Linked DNA regions of Danio rerio: region 1 is linked to region 2. Evidence: chromatin contacts called from public Hi-C data. All regions are on one chromosome and are shown on one strand. The core of a region is the stretch at or near the end of the contact, and the rest is flanking DNA. Distances in the headings are between cores, read along the strand shown.

What was found. Hi-C and Micro-C count contacts between places; a contact is called where the count stands out from the background.
Region 1: a contact with region 2 is called in a Hi-C map of embryo, with 3 times the contacts expected there. The contact joins two enhancer-like sites. A contact is called at or near these places in 7 of 18 Hi-C or Micro-C datasets (caudal fin, embryo, fibroblasts and 2 more) and 1 of 4 datasets of contacts at active chromatin or transcription factors (caudal fin).

The regions. Positions count from the first base shown.
Region 1 is chr9:8,905,142-8,910,417 of GRCz12tu, reverse strand. All of the region lies in intron 4 of col4a2 (collagen, type IV, alpha 2), which reads right to left. Among named protein-coding and RNA genes, the nearest start is that of rab20, 72 kb to the left of the region's middle. Within about 2 kb of position 3,862, at least 13 of the 62 cell types and tissues checked have an H3K27ac peak or open chromatin away from gene starts, as enhancers often do.
Region 2 is chr9:8,754,932-8,760,539 of GRCz12tu, reverse strand. It overlaps col4a1 (collagen, type IV, alpha 1), which reads left to right. Exons shown (of 52, transcript XM_688948.11): 2 at 1,971-2,030; 3 at 4,854-4,943; 4 at 5,054-5,098. Among named protein-coding and RNA genes, the nearest start is that of col4a1, 59 kb to the left of the region's middle. Within about 2 kb of position 3,214, at least 4 of the 62 cell types and tissues checked have an H3K27ac peak or open chromatin away from gene starts, as enhancers often do.

The DNA.
Region 1 (5,276 bases), core at 2,613-5,112, 150 kb before region 2:
ACGGTATTTGTGTTCTGCCCAACAGGATAAAACTAACCTGCTGTGCCCCGGAGAACCATGAGGCTAAAGGTCTTTCCGTTCTTCATATTGGGGAATAAACAAGAAATACCTGAGCGGTAGTTAACGATAAGCAAACATCTTAAAACAGCCCATGCTGCTGAGAGGAGTGTTCATATGAATATTCAAAGACATGCTGTTTATAAACAAAAGAAATTACAGTAATAACTGTGTGATAAGCTAGAGATAAAGTTGGCTACATTCAGTTTGCGGAGGGGTATTGTATAAGATTGAAGGGCTTTATTCTGCAAACATAAAAACAATTAAAAAACATTCTGGAGCATTAATATCGCTCTGTAGGTCTATAAGAGACATTCATAAATAGTCCTAGCAAATCTAATAATTGCTGGAGACATAAACGCACTAAATCACACTTCAGCAGCGTTTATTTGAGAGCGCACAAGAAGATCTGCGCACTTGAAGCGGCTTATATTTGAGGGGGCGTGTAAGACGTTTTGTGCACGAGCAAAGAAAATCGGCGAGCAAAAAGCAAAAAGATCCAAATGATGTAGGCTATTACATAAATGCGATCTCGACTTCTAATACTGCGCTCACGACATTTGTCATTGAAATAACGCCATAGGTAGTTGGTAGATCTGTGTAAAAAAGGCCTGCCGCCACAGCTGGAAAAAATCCTAGAGGAAACACTGATACACATATGAATTTGGATGTCAGTGCATGTGTTTAATTGCTTTCGCTGATGGTCATTGTGATTCGAAGTTCCTGCATTACTCAGTGGTTGTTATTTCAGAATAACATGCCTTGGAATGTCACAACTGACCAATCAGGATAAATTATTCTAGACAGCATGTAAGAGCGTTTCAGATCAATTCTTCTTTAAGTCGCTTCAAATCAGTTTTGATGAACATAACAGACAAATTTCAAACACAATAAATGATAGAGTATGGTTATGGTTACTAAGGCATTGGCAATAATGGACAAGTCAACACTCTTTAAATCATGTAGATTTGATGAAACGAGCTAGTCATGATGATAGACAAGCATAAGCACTGGCAGTCTGCTGTACTTAAATCTGATATGAAGCTCTGGCACACTGAACAGCAAATGCACTCAGACGAAAAAGGTTCTTGGCTCAAGTCCTATCAATCGCAGATTAGTGTGAATGCACACAAGTGTGTGTTTGTTTGAAGCCATAACCTTTCATGCACCTGCATAAACACAGTCAGATTAAGCCCATGTCTTTGATTCACTCACTCTCAACTGAAAAGCTGAGTTAGGGACTCTGATGGTGTCTGAAATGGTTTTATTATTTGCCCACTTTCATCATCTGGCATTGCTCTTGCAGATGTGCATCTGGTTGCAACAGGGGGGATCAAACCCCCTTAACTCTGCTGATTGCATTACCTAATGCTCGTATTGGTCCAGTCCTGTCACATCATGCCAGAGCAGATGCTAATGAGGAACGAATGAACCAGCTCACAAATGGTGACAGAAGACTTGAAATATATATATATATTTTTTACATTTTAAAGGGGAAATTTCATTTCAACACTAGGACTAAGACCTTTTAAAGTCCTTAAAGTCCTTTTAAGCATTTTTTTGGTTTTTAAAACTTGTTATTTTGTTAAAATAATAAATTCCCAAACGTAAATCATCAAAAAACTTTCATCATTATTTTGTTAAAATTACATAACACAAAAGAGTTGTTTTTACCTTGAATAGCCATAACAGGTTGACCGCATGTATTTCAACTTTCTTTTCATGCATTTTACAATGAATGTATCTATGAAGTCTACCTTCTACCTTCTAACTTTATTCTACCAAAAACGTAACTTTCAAAAATACAAAAACAAACTTTACTTTAGAAATTTCTTTAAAAACAACACTTCCTCTGTGATGAAAAAACACATTGCTCTCCTGCTTGCTGGAGAAAATGAGGTACGAAGAAATTTAGAAAATGACTGTGATTGGTCGTGAAGGTCATCAGTTCAGCGCTCTTCACAGATTGCAAACACAGATACATGGAGATGGGAGTGTTTAAAAGCCATGAAGATCAGTGGTTTTATCAAACGGATCGCTCGTGTGTCTTTGCACTGGGTAAACATCAGTGAAATGCGGCCAATCCAGTCATTTCTGTTGAGCACGAACACAAAGGCAAATCAACGCTGTTTAAGAATGCCTTCAACAGTGCATTAAATGTTAACGGGAAATGGACGTTTTTTTTTTTATTTCAGTGCTGAAATTTTGTATCATGACAGGTCTAATATAGTGAAAGAATAAGTTCATTAACTGGAGTTTGAAAAATGGCATCTAAAACATGTGTTTGTGAAAGAAAACTTTAGCTAACTATTGCCATTTCCCTTAACTTCCCTTAACTGAAAATAAGGTCCAGTATCCCTTTTTATTTTCACTATTCATTCAGACCGAACCTTCTGGTCACTCAGAAGGCGGTAAAAGTTTAAATTTGTGTCCTTTTTTCTTTGCTGATAAGATATACAGCCAGGTACACAGCGTTCCTCTGTGACTCAGGCGATATTTCCAGGTTTCTTCCCACCGCAGTCTCGATTTTGCTGTTTAAAATGATGGCCGTGTGAAATCAGTCGATTGCCTATGTAGTTCAATTAAAGGACTTAATGAAAATTTGAACACTCGGTACACAGGATAGGATATTGTTTTGTTTGTGCTTTGCTGGTTGAAAAATCATTCAGATAGATTGCATTTTCATTTTCTTTGGTCAGACCCTGTGGTAGTTATTTTAGTGAGCTGTCTATTGGTAATGAAACAAAGTATTTTGATTTCTGTCCTCTATTGTTCATTTTGTACTACATTTTAAGTACCTGGCGACGCAGTGGCGCAGAAAGTAGTGCTGTCGCCTTACAGCAAGAAGGTCACTGGTTCGAGCCTCGGCTGGGTCCGTTGGCGTTTCTGTGTGGAGATTGCATGTTTTCCCTGCATTTGCGTGGGTTTCCTCCGGGTGCTCCGGTTTCCCCAACAGTCCAAAGACATGCGGTACAGGGGAATTGAGTAAGCTAAATTGTCCATAGTGTATGTGTGTGAATGAGCGCGTGTGGATGTTTCCTACAGATGGGTTGCAGCTGACAGGGCATCTGTTGCGTAAAAAACGTACTGAATAAGTTGGTGGTTCATTGCGCTGTGGCGACCCCGGATTAATAAAGGGACTAAGCCGAAAAGAAAATGAATGAATTAATTTTAGGTACCTATTTGTATTTTCACTGCAGTTATTTTATTTCTAATTCTTTAAATTCATTTAAAACACTACTTTCATACATTGCTAACAGCTAAAGAATATTGAATAAAAATTTGGTGGTGAAAATTTTTTTTTTTTTTGTGTGTGCTAATATGAGAGCAGTTAAAACAGACTGGTCAATTTTGACCAGGAACACTAAAGTAACGGGCAGGATATGAACACGACAGCAGAGTTAAAGCAAAGTCAGCTAGTCACTTTTAAGGCAACAGGTTTAGTCACTTTTTTTAGTAAATAATAAAAATAATGTAAAATGTATAATGTGAATAATCACTTTTTACAATGCATGATAGAGAATAAACTATTTAAAAAATAAATAAATAAAAAATTCTGGAGTGAGATGAGACAGAAAGAATGCAAAATAAAAAGTCTAACACTTCTACAGCAAAAGAAAGGATCAGTGTGATGAAAAGGCTCTTAATGCATTTAAAAAAAAGTCCAAGCAGACATGGCATTAAGTGTGCACTTGTGTGAGAAGGAAGTGAGTGATTAGCCATTAGTTGAAGTTATTGACAGCTCCTGGGTGTGTCAGGTGAGAGTCCAGCTCTCCCAGGCTTCTCCAGTTCAGAGTGGAGCCATAAAACACACAGGTCATTTCCTGTTTCTCTCACCCTCTGCTTCTGCCTCACACTATGGCTTCCTCTCTGCATTAATCTCCTGCATTTTTTCATCTACAGCATGACGCTCCGAGATAAATTCATTTAAATTCTGTGTTTTAATCTGGTGACCCTGAACAGAACTCGATCTTTCTTGAACTTTTCCAATACAAACCCCCAGTCTCTTTTCACTGAGCGTGACGGTAATGCCACATTTAAAGTGTTAAGTGTCTCCTCACCTCCTCCATTACCTCTTCACTCAAGAATTTGATGGAAAAAAAAAAAAAAACAGGAGACACACAGAAGTGTTGGGATGGTAGAAAATTTACACACAGCCATTTGTTTTTATGTTTGTGTCTGCAGCTAAGAATGATGAAGATCTTGGTAATACTGGATTACAGAAGATATACATTCTTTAAGCTACATTCATAGGAATTCCTGGATTTTCAGAAGTTCTGTCTATATTGCATGAGGTTGGAAGTAATGAAATAATTTTTATTTCCTTTAAGGTGGTGTTTGTAAGTTTCTGACTCTTCTAAAGCTTAGAAATGCCATAATATGTTTGCAGATGTTTAAGAAACATGCTAAATTAACCTTTTGTTTATCTCAAAATCAATGCTAAAGTCGGATATTCTGCTTTAAAGGGTCACGAAACACCAAAACACATTTTTATCTTATACTGCTAAAAACACTATTAGGACACCTATATTTCACTAAAAAGTTTAAACTGGTTGTTTTTACGTTTTTTCAAGCAAATTCGTACTTCCGGTTTGAAACGAATTTTTGAAGCTGCGTCACGGCCATGACATAATAGCGTTGTATTCCAGCGTGCAGACTGGGCGTCTGTGCCAGAGTGTGTCTTATTACGTCTTACAGTGTGTTGCATTAATGCATGAGTAAGGCTTGATTCAAACCAATCAGCGCACTCTATTGTGCAATTTCATTAATATTCATTACTGTCAGAGTGTAGACGGCAAAAACGCCACGTTGTGTTGGCAAAACAAGCGTGAAGTGTTGCTTTTATAGTTTGCTGCAGTTAAGTTTTGTTTTCATTTTCTCTCTGTGAGAGCGCAGCTGTAGTCACGTGTGCATTAACAGTGTACGCGACGCTTGACAACAATAACTTACGTGTCTAAGGAGGATTATTGTTTACCTGAGAGCTGTTCTCATCTGCAAACGCTGAGATCCGGATTCGCTTGTAGTCTCCTCTTAATAAAGACGCGGCTCTAGTTGCTGTGGATTGTCCTGTCTCTACAGATATGGTAAGTGAGCAACCAGTGCTCTTTGTTTATTCAGTTCGTATTTTATTCGTATCAAACAAACTATTGCACCGAGTGTAAACAAGTTAGCACTAACAGTTACAATTAAACTATAACCTCGTGTTGGATTTTGTGACC
Region 2 (5,608 bases), core at 1,965-4,464:
AGTAGAACAGGTGTGTTCAATTCTTGGCTTGATGGCTCTGTTTGAATCCGCAGGCCCCTCTTCATGATATCTGTCATCAGTGTGTTTAGACCAAACAATTTGTGCACATGCCAACAGCCTGTTTTATCTTTACGCTAACATACACATGTGTAGAGAGAGGAAGAAAAGGAAAAGATACTGATTTATTATGCATTCTGCGATTGTAAAGTTTAATGAATTCAACATTCCACTCATAAATTATTGTCATTTGTTAGTATAGATGTTTTCATAACTCAAGATTATTAAAGGGATACATCATTCCAAAATAATAACACAAACTCATCCACTTGTTTTAAATATATTTGTATATATTTTTTGCCAAGTGAAAGAAGTGATTTTCGACACATTTTTCAACAATAATTTTAAGCAAAAAAGATCAAGGTGCTTCAGGATTGGCCAGCCCAGTCACCAGAACTAAACATTATCAAGTATGTCTGGTGTAAGATGAAGGAGGCGGCATTGAAGATGAATCCAAAGATTTTTGATGAACTCTGGGAGTCCTGCAGGAACGCTTTCTTTGCCATTCCAGATGACTTTATTATTAAGTTATTTGCGTCATTGCAGAAATATATGGATGCAGTCCCCCAAGCTTATGGGAGTCATACACAATATTTATTATTTTTGCACCATGACTTTATATTCTATACTGTACATTATTTCTGCTAAGTGACAAGACTTTTGTCTAAGCAAAGTCAGACCTTTCTGTCCTAATTAAATATTTAAATATCAAGGCATGATTATATTTAAATTTGGTAAAATAAGCGTAAACTAAAGGCCTTTGCCTTTCATATAGGACACTTCTGATACCAAATGATCAACTACAAGTCAAGTTATTATTTGTTGTTCCTAAAACTTAGATAGACGACAAGACTGTCAAGACTTTCAAGACTTTACTGTCAGGTAGTGTACATATAGTATCTTTCTGCAGTAGTTGTTTTGCTAGGTACTAGTATTAAGTTTAACATGCACTTTAAAGACTTATTTAAGTTAAACAGGCAATCGAGGCTAATTGGGCAAGTCATTGGATAATATTCACCTTAATATGCATAATAAAATGCTTTTATTCCAGATAAACTAAAAAAGAAGTAAGATTTTTTTATTAAATATTATGGAAATGACAGTGAAAATGTCCTTGATCTGTTAAACATAGCATGGGATGTATTTGAAAATGGATTCAAATTTCACAGGAGGGACTAATAATTTTGCCTGTTGAAGGACTATACTAGAATGATTTGTTGGACTTTAAAACTACATAAGTCTACAACTGTGTGTTTGTTTACCTTCCACTTTCATTACTTGACGTTACATGCACAGTTTACATTAGCTTGTTTTGCGTTAGAACATTCATTGTTGATTTTTAAAAAGAAAACTTTTTTTGAAAGCAGCTGATTTACTATTGAAGTATTGAAAATGAAGATAAGTCTGTAGCATTGTGAGCATTCAGTAGCATTTTGTGTTATTATTAACACATTGTTCATCTCAAATAAATATAAAGTGCAGTTTTACTTGAGCCAACACAAAAAGTAACTTTTATATTGTAGTGAAATATTAAATCTCTGTCTTTAAAGCCTTTAGCTTATGTGTCTGTTTCAGACCCTGCACATATTAAATACATTTCTCGTAGCTGTCCTGGAGTAAAATATTGTTAAAAAAATGACTAATGTGGATCAATACTGTTCAACATGAAATCATGCCACTTTCTTCTATTAGCATTTTCTAAAAGCTTACATGTCCAAAATGATGTTGATTTATTCACGCTATCAACATTTTTCTGTTTAATTCTAAGCCATCAGTAGATTTTACCAGAATGTTCTCTTCATTGCCACCCTTGAGTCTCTGTACTCCATTAACCCATTTTGAATGCCTTTATCATGTATTTGCTGCCTCCTAGTGTTTCAAAGCTGACATAATTTTTCATCTTTTTCTTTCAGGGTGGATGCTCGGGGTCTTCATGTGGTGGTTGTGACTGCAGCGGTGTTAAAGGGGCAAAGGTGGGCATGTTTTCTTCTACTTCCTGCCATATTACCTATGTTGCATCATTTAAGATCAACAATAGTAAATATCTTTATTTGTTGTGATGGAAAATCAAGGATATTCCACCAAATATTATTATCTAAACCACTAATTATTATTGTTACCACACATTCATTCATTCATTCATTCATTCATTCATTCATTCATTCATTCATTCATTCCTTCGTTCATTCGTTCATTTGTTCAATTAATCATAAATGAATGAATGAATGAATGAATGAATGAATAAATGAATGAAAGCATTATTTTATTTTAAATGTGGAAGAAATTGGATTTCTCCTTTATAGATAAAACGATTATTATCACTTTACTCAAACTCAATCCTACACAGTAGTATACACAGTAAAGAAAAATGATTAGCAAGTGATCTCCTTTCCCCACATAGCAATAAACATTGTTGTAAATAGTGGAAAAAGTGAAAATCTTAAAAATGTAAAAGCTAAAAGAGATCAAATAATTTACAATAAGCTTTACAGAAACAATAAATGTATTATATTTTTTAATTAAATAGGATGGTTTATTTATTAATTCCTTGTAAAAAAAGACTAGTGACTTAACATTGTTTTTATTCATAAACGTTCATTTACTATGTTTTTATTCATTTTTTTATTCATTAGTTTAAGTGAAGGTGCACACTTTTTTTTTTATTCATGGCTTTATTTATTTATTTATTTATTTTTTTTTTTAAGTAACTACAGTGTATAGTAATTATCTCTGAATTGATCACCCAAGCATACTAAATACTATTCACCTTCTAGATGTAACCATATCCTGTTGAAAAATATATACAATTCAGACAGCTTTTTGTTATCTTAAAAAAAGCACATTTTGTCGTAACAGCAGGGGCGACTTTTACCAATATCTACATGAACTTAATATTCTACAAAAATCTGGATTGAATTGCCTCAAAACAAAACAAAAAAGTGTTTTTGTCAGTAATCAATTACATTTCCTGGGGCATCATGATGCAAAATGATGTTTGGGGAAATGCTGTGTCACGTTTTTGTACTATCTATTGGTGTAGAGGAGAATATAAACAGCTGGCTTTAGGCCTGTTGAACTTCACTGCACACAAACACTCATGCGTGTGAGAGTGTGTGCATTCATGACCTTTTCATGTAGTTCATATTGTCAGAACACTGATCTGTTGCGCCATCTAGTGGTGCATGCGTATTAACAACATTGTCTGCCATTCCTCAAAGTTCATTAATGTAGTGAATGGTTAAGAGATTTATACAACATATACAGTAGCAATAATGAGATCTCATTGGTTTATGTTAGGTATTGTATTTACTAACCTAAACAAACAACCACCTATACATTTATTGTAGTATTTTGCATAATGTTTGTCAACGTTTTTTTAAATGAAAATACAATCACAAGTTAACAAGCACAACTTTGATTTGAATAAAGCATTGGCAAATGTTAAATTTAACATCAGCTGCAATTATAAATGCTGTATTATTCACTGCAAACTTTTAATTAGAGATTTTTTTCTTGTTTCAAAAACAAATATTAAAAAAGTCTCAAGTCAAGAAACACTTTCTATACAAGAAGAAATATTATTTTGCTTTGAAATAAGATTATTTATCTTACCCCATTGGCAGATTATTTGCAAAACTAAAGAAAACTACTTAATTTTGACATATCTGAAAACAAGACCAATTTGTTTTGCTTGCCTTGAAAATTCTTCTTGATTTGTAGATATTTGGACTAAAAACAAAAAAAGACAAAAAAGACAAAAACTTTTAAGCGAGAAAAGTTTTTTTTTGTTGCAGTGGTTATTCTTAAATCATATTAGTAAACACATTAACTAGCATCATTACACATCACTAGGATACTTAACTGATTGGTTCATTACTTTGGCCACGTTGTGGAGCATTAGGTAGTACTGTCACCTCACAGCAAGAAGGATGCTGGTTCGATCATCGGCTGGGTCAGTTGGCGTTTCTGTGTGGAGTTTGCATGTTCTCCCAGCGTTCGCGTAGGTTTCCTCCGTGTGCTCTGGTTTCCCCCACAGTCCAAAGACATGCGGTACAGGTGAATTGGGTAGGCTAAATTGTCCGCAGTGTATGAGTGTGAATGAGTGTGTATGGATGTTTTCCAGAGATGGGTTGCAGCTGGAAGGGCATTTGCTGTGTAAAAAATGTGCTGGATAAGTTGGCGGTTCATGACCCCAGATAAATAAAGGACTAAGCCTGAAAAGAAAATGAATGAATGAATGAATGAATGGTTCATTATGATATTCCAAGTTTTGCTATTCCCCAATAACAACCACTGGAACCTATAGCACAGGCTCATCTGCATACTACAAATCATCTTGACTGATGTGAATGCATTCATATTTATGTTTTTGTGATTATATTTCAAGATGCTGTTTTTTCATTATTTGGCGCCATCTTTTGGCTGAATAAATATTTATTTTAATACATTTTTGTTTCTGTAAGCTTTACGTTTATTTAAAGGGTTGATGAGTTATTTCCAGTCAGATCAATGTTTTGGGCCTAATCGTTTACTTTTATGGCAAGTAGCTCAGATAATGTACATCTAGGTGGTATTTTTGCCAAATAAAGCCCTTCAGTCTTCAGATACAACAAATGCTGACTGATGATAAGTTGACCTTTATTTTGTGTACATTAATTGTACATTAATCCATTGCTTAAATAATGTAAAAAATGGTCAAGTGTGATCTAAATATAAGTAAAAAGTAAATTAAATAAAAAGAGAAAAGGAGAAGATGAAACTCATTGAAATCATGACCTTTTGTTTGTCCGCATTAGGGTGAGGTTGGGCTCCCTGGTTTGATGGGCCTTGTTGGGTTTCCTGGAATGCAAGGTCATGAGGGCCCTCCAGGGTCAATGGGGCCAAAGGTATTGTACATTTCACCAATTCCGAACACATCCTTAAGTTACATGTAGAATCTATATCTCTTTCCTCTTTTTCTTTACATAATATAATAATAATGATTTTTTTTTACCAGGGTGACAGAGGGGAGATAGGAGCACCAGGAATTAAAGGAAGCAGAGTAAGTGGCCAAACATGTCTGTCTGTCTGTCTGTCTATCTAACTGTCTGTCTGTCTGTCTGTCTGTCTGTCTGTCTGTCTGTCTGTCTGTCTGTCTGTCTGTCTGTCTGTCTGTCTGTCTGTCTGTCTGTCTATCTATCTATCTATCTATCTATCTATCTATCTATCTATCTGTCTGTCTGTCTGTCTGTCTGTCTATCTAAGTGTCTGTCTGTCTGTCTGTCTGTCTGTCTGTCTGTTTGTCTGTCTATCTAATCCATCCATCTGAACATCTGTCTGTCTGTCTCTTCTTTCTCCATTTAGCTGTTGACACTGATTTTTTCCTGCATGTTTATCTACTGTCATGATTTGTAACTCAACTGTTGTCTTCTGTATGTGCTTTTGAAATGAAGTTTCATGAGATGCACATTTGAGCTATTTCAGACAACTGGTTTATCGTTCAGTTATTGGTTGATCTGTATTATTTTTATTAATGAAAGTCAAGCTACAAGTTCATCTGCAAAACTTGTGT